Linked DNA regions of Sus scrofa: region 2 is linked to region 1. The links are chromatin contacts, called in public HiChIP or PLAC-seq maps. All regions are on one chromosome and are shown on one strand. Each heading gives the region's core, a stretch centred on a gene start, on an enhancer-like site or on the middle of the called end of the contact. The rest is flanking DNA. Distances are from core to core; before and after follow the strand shown. Region 1 holds the start of LOC102162202 (histone H2B type 2-E). Region 2 holds the start of TXNIP (thioredoxin interacting protein).

Region 1 (2,700 bases), core at 76-2,575:
AGGTTATCTGCGCCCTCTCCGGGAGCAAGACTCCACTTCCGAGAGCCTCAGGACCTGTTATCCCCATCCCCGCCGCGAAGGCGCCTCCTCACTCCCCCCACTCCCCTTCCAAAGACGGTGGGCTCAAGCCAAAACCCACGTCCGCTACGCTCCCGAAAACCGTCTTTATCCCCTAACCGACTGGGGTGTACGGGGCGTGCGCGTGTGCGAGGGAACGTCCCCTTGGTGCTAGACCTCAGGTGTTGGGCAGAGGCTTGGGAAGTAACTGCAGTTGCTCACCGGGCATCCGACTTCGAGATAGAGCGTCGCGGCCGCCTGGTACTGCTTACTTTCAGCAGCCGAGTCGACCCTGGCTCGCCCAAGCAAGGTTTGCTACCTCTACCTGCGTTAATTAGATCCTAGGATTTGCCACACTCCCACCCGCACCCGCTTCCCAGCAAAATAACGGCTAAAGCACCTAGTTCCAGAGGCGAGTGAGGAACGGCAGGGAGTAGAGGGCAAACGGCACTCCCTCCGCCCACCTCCGTGCTTACTACCAAGGGTGGAGTTAAGGAGAAAGCTGGCTAGTGTAACAACTCTTTTTTTTATTTGAAAGAGTGGGTGGCTCTGAAAAGAGCCTTTGATTTCACAGGTGCCCCTTCCGGACGGGGCTGGGTGGGCTTCCGGATGCCGGCCTCACTTGCCCTTTGCCTTGTGGTGGCTCTCCGTCTTCTTGGGGAGCAACACGGCCTGGATGTTGGGCAAGACGCCGCCCTGGGCGATGGTGACTTTGCCCAACAGCTTGTTCAGCTCCTCGTCGTTGCGGATAGCCAGCTGCAAGTGGCGGGGGATGATGCGCGTCTTCTTGTTGTCTCGCGCCGCGTTGCCCGCCAGCTCCAGGATTTCCGCGGTCAGGTACTCCAGCACCGCCGCCATGTAGACGGGCGCGCCGGCCCCCACCCGCTCGGCATAGTTGCCTTTGCGCAGCAAGCGGTGCACCCGCCCTACGGGGAACTGCAGACCTGCGCGGGACGAACGGGACTTGGCCTTTGCGCGGGCCTTGCCTCCCTGTTTGCCACGACCAGACATGACAACGACACTCACTGCAACCGGCTCCCGCTTAGGTGACCGAGAAAGTCGCCCTAAACGGCCCCGCTTCACCTTTTTATAGGCAGAGCGGCGATTGGCTACGGAGCACGTTGATTGGCTAGAGCACATCTGTGTCCCGGTGGCCAATAGGATAGCGCAACCAGAATCCACTCATTTACATAACCTCGTCTCCCCTCGCAGCAGAGCCACTGAAAACTCGCGAATCGCAACGCGGCGGAACCCAAGCCTTCATTTGCGTACGGCCTCTATAAGTACCGAGTCGCTTCCGGTAGCCTCCGTGTAGTTGTTGCCTTTGCGTTCCCGGTTGTCCTTTGCAGCTGGTGTCTGCCGTTATGCCTGAGCCCGCCAAGTCCGCCCCGGCGCCCAAGAAGGGCTCGAAGAAAGCCGTCACCAAAGCCCAGAAGAAGGACGGCAAGAAGCGGAAGCGCAGCCGCAAGGAGAGCTATTCCATCTACGTGTACAAGGTGCTGAAGCAGGTGCACCCGGACACGGGCATCTCGTCCAAGGCCATGGGCATCATGAACTCCTTCGTCAACGACATCTTCGAGCGCATCGCGGGCGAAGCGTCCCGCCTGGCTCATTACAACAAGCGCTCGACCATCACGTCCCGGGAGATCCAGACGGCCGTGCGCCTGCTGCTGCCCGGCGAGCTGGCCAAGCACGCCGTGTCCGAGGGCACCAAGGCGGTCACCAAGTACACCAGCTCCAAGTGAGTCCCTGCCGGGATAGTGGCGCTCGCCCGATCGCCGGGTCGCTTGACTCCAAAAGGCTCTTTTCAGAGCCACCCATCTTCTCAATGGAAGAAGCTGTCATCTTGTTTTCGTTTTCATAAGCTGTTCTTTTTGTGCCACGTATAACTTATTGAAGATCTGCGTTTCCCTTCTCATGAATGACCAGCATAGGTCCAAATTTTACAGATAGGTTGAGATCTAGCTAGAGTAAGTGTTCATTCATTTACAGGCAACTTGCTTTTCATCACAGTGAAAAGGTGAGAGATGGGTGGTAATGAATTTTGAGAAAGAATAGTTAACCAGTGTTTACCTTGTAGCTGTTAGATTTGGTCAGTACTTTGTAAAAGCATTTTTGAGTTCAGGAAACCAGATGTAATGTTATTGTAAAAATACAAAGCAATGCTAGAGACCATGCCCCAGCGCTTACAGAAAACCTATAGTGCACTTGGTTATATTGATTCCGTATGTTGACTGAAAACAAACAAAAACCCCATAACTTGAAAGCTGAGAATTATGTTTTATTTGGCATCCTTGCTGAGGACTTAATCTCAGTAGACAGCCGGGAGATAGATTGCTCAAGGGGGAGCCAAGACATATAGGAGTTTTGCAAAAACAAACCAGGTAGTTGAACAAAAGACTAATAATTAAAAAAAGAAAAATCAAGAGTTTAGCACTTTTCTTTGTATGGGAATATACAAGAGTAGGCTGATTGAAATTATTCCTTTGGTATGCACCTTAACTATCTAGGGCCAGTATTCTATTTTTCTCCATCCTGATTCCCCTCAGGGTGCACAGTTGAGTGGCTGCAGTGACTAAGGCCTTGATGGCCACAACATGTTTTATTGACATGGCAGTCAGCATTTTTCACCCACACGGTGGT
Region 2 (2,700 bases), core at 47-2,546, 160 kb after region 1:
GGAGTCAGGTTCTCTTCCAGCTTTAGCATATAGCGTGCCAGTGAACCTTCGGTCTTCTCTTTGCTTTCTTAGCAATTTCTGAACAACTTAGAAAAAAAAAAAAACTTTTCAAAGATAGGAAATGCTTCCTTCAAACAGGACACTTTGGTTACAGACCAGAGAACTTTACTGCTTTTAATTAACTTGAAGGCTGTGAGGAGGGTGGGCAGCAGATTTAGGGATGTACCTTTGATTTAGTAAATTGGAGAGGGAACGAAGGCAAGAAAGAGTTAAAGTTATTCAGAAAAAAAGCGCAGAATGAAGCATCCTTTTTTTTCCCCCTTTCCTGGAGAAGTAGGGAGGGAGAGGTAACCTGAGCCTAGAGAACACAATTTACTAAAGAAGTGATGAGGTAACTGGGAGAACAGAAACAAAGTGTCCCTCAACTTTGCAGGTTAGGGACTGAAGAGATGAGGGCATTAGCAACAGGATGTGGCCGCGCCCTTACTGTTTCCGGTCCAGAGAACAGAGAGAACTGAGTTGGGGGCGCAGGGGCTGAGGAACAGCCCAGCACCAAGCCCTGAGCCCTGGGGGCTGGAAAGGGAGGAAAAAGGCTGGTAGGTCCCACACGCGCGCTTCCCTGTGTGCGCGGAGAAGAGGGTAAAAATTTGTGACAAATTCTCATTTCCTTCTCACATCAGCTTATTTTTTTTGGGGGGGGGGTGTTTTTAATAGAGATGCGGGGCAAGAAGACAAAGGGGCTCGTCCTGAATAATAACAGCAGCACTCCTTGCCCTCCGCCCCAATCCTAAAGTATTCTTGGCGCTCGGGGATTGTTTTTCACACGACTTGCGATTTGTGAGCCGGGAATAAACGGTCGCCTCTAAATTAACTGCACTGGCAATGGCTAGGCACGAAATTCCCTCATAAGCACATTTTCCTTTTACCTCGAAATGTCGCTCCAGCCCAGAAGCATCCTCATTCGCCCTCCCAAGGCCACTGGCCTCGGATAAATTTTAGGGTCTGCGAATGCTTCGTTCCTTTGGGCTCCCGGGAAGCCGCCCACGGCCCCTGCGCCCCCTCCTCCCAGGGCCGCAGCAGTGCACAACAACCATTTTCCCCGCCAGGAGCACACTGTGTCCACGCGCCGCTGCGACTTCGCTGATTGGTCGGGCTCCTGGTAAACATGGAGCGGGCAGCCAATGGGCGGGCTGTGCACGAGGGCTGCACGAGCCTCCGGGCCAGCGCTCGCGTGGCTCTGCCTGCCCGGCTACTATATAGAGCAGTTTATAGCTCTCAGCACAAGCTATCCTTTCCACTCCTCTGGCAGATCGCTGTTAGCTTTCCCGCCGAGATCCGGAGCTCTCCTCCAGCTGTTGGAGGAAAGACAGGAAAGAGCTTATTTTTCTTTTGAAATACCTTGGCACAACCAGCAAGGGAACATCTTGTCGAACATTTAATAGAGAGTTGAAAAGTGAAATAATTTTAATTCATTGCAAAGGGCCCTTTGATTCGGGGTTTTGTTTTTCACTCCTGCCCCCTGCCCCGTTTCTAACTCTCAAGTCAACCGAGCCCAAACATGGTGATGTTCAAGAAGATCAAGTCTTTTGAGGTGGTCTTTAACGACCCCGAAAAGGTGTACGGCTGTGGGGAGAAGGTGGCTGGCCGGGTGATAGTGGAGGTGTGTGAAGTCACTCGAATCAAAGCTGTCAGGATCCTGGCTTGTGGAGTGGCCAAAGTCCTGTGGATGCAGGGATCCCAGCAGTGCAAACAGACCTTGGACTACCTGCGCTATGAAGACACTCTTCTCCTGGACGACCACCCAACAGGTAAGTGACCCAGCTGTTGACTGGAGGGCGAAAGCTGATTTGAGAAGAGAGTTGATACGAATAAATAGAGCCTACACTAAATATTCTAAGTTGCTCAGGTGGTGTGGTTTGAATTTTGTGTCAATTCCTTATCTTTTTGTTTCTTTTTAATTTACAATCCCTGCCCACCCAAAAGGGTGATTTGTACAATTTCTTGTGGTGCTGTGTTCTGGAGATGTTGAAGGATGTTGCCTTACCTATTGAAACATTTCTGTGCATAAGTTGCTTATTCTTTGCTTGCTTCTTGTTTGAGATGATTGTAGCTTAACTGTCCTGGTTGAGCCTGTCAACACTACAGGGCTTTGCAACTTTTTGCCCAACAAAATACATCAGAATCTGTCATTTAGGAACAAAAGGGATGAGAATACGAGTTCTGCAATACTCTTGCGTGATGCCTAAGAATTCCTTATCGGCACAGATGCATTTTAAGTGTAACAGGAAACCTAATGGTTACTTGCTTATCTCTCTTTTCAGGGGAGAATGAGATGGTGATCATGAGACCTGGAAACAAATATGAATACAAGTTTGGCTTTGAGCTTCCTCAGGGGTAGGTATCAGCTAAATGCATCTGTGGACTTATCTGTCTCTAAAAATCTTCCCCTCCTTTGATCACTCACTGTTCTTGGAGAGCATTTTTTTAAGTTAGTTGTTTCCTTTTTCTTTATAAAGGCCTCTGGGAACATCTTTCAAAGGAAAATATGGGTGTGTAGACTACTGGGTGAAGGCTTTTCTTGATCGCCCAAGCCAGCCAACTCAAGAGACAAAAAAACACTTCGAAGTGATGGATCTAGTGGATGTCAATACCCCTGATTTAATGGTAAAGTCATTCTAAGATTCTGTTCTTTTTGGGCTC

Evidence for each region. HiChIP or PLAC-seq counts read pairs in DNA pulled down with a chosen protein or histone mark.
Region 2: an H3K27ac HiChIP or PLAC-seq map of alveolar macrophages shows a contact between it and region 1. The contact joins the promoter of TXNIP here to the promoter of LOC102162202 in region 1. A contact is called at or near these places in 2 of 2 datasets of contacts at active chromatin or transcription factors (alveolar macrophages and skeletal muscle).

The regions. Positions count from the first base shown.
Region 1 is chr4:99,188,180-99,190,879 of Sscrofa11.1, forward strand. LOC102162202 (histone H2B type 2-E) reads left to right here and starts at 1,326. Exons shown (of 1, transcript XM_013997205.2): 1 at 1,326-2,700. The coding sequence starts at 1,422. The coding sequence ends at 1,802. It overlaps LOC100624086 (histone H2A type 2-A-like), which reads right to left and starts at 1,235. Exons shown (of 1, transcript XM_003355215.5): 1 at 565-1,235. The coding sequence starts at 1,197. The coding sequence ends at 676.
Region 2 is chr4:99,347,293-99,349,992 of Sscrofa11.1, forward strand. TXNIP (thioredoxin interacting protein) reads left to right here and starts at 1,297. Exons shown (of 8, transcript NM_001044614.2): 1 at 1,297-1,808; 2 at 2,322-2,394; 3 at 2,517-2,664. The coding sequence starts at 1,559. It overlaps LOC106510173 (a long non-coding RNA gene), which reads right to left and starts at 1,065. Exons shown (of 4, transcript XR_002343449.1): 1 at 927-1,065; 2 at 1-86.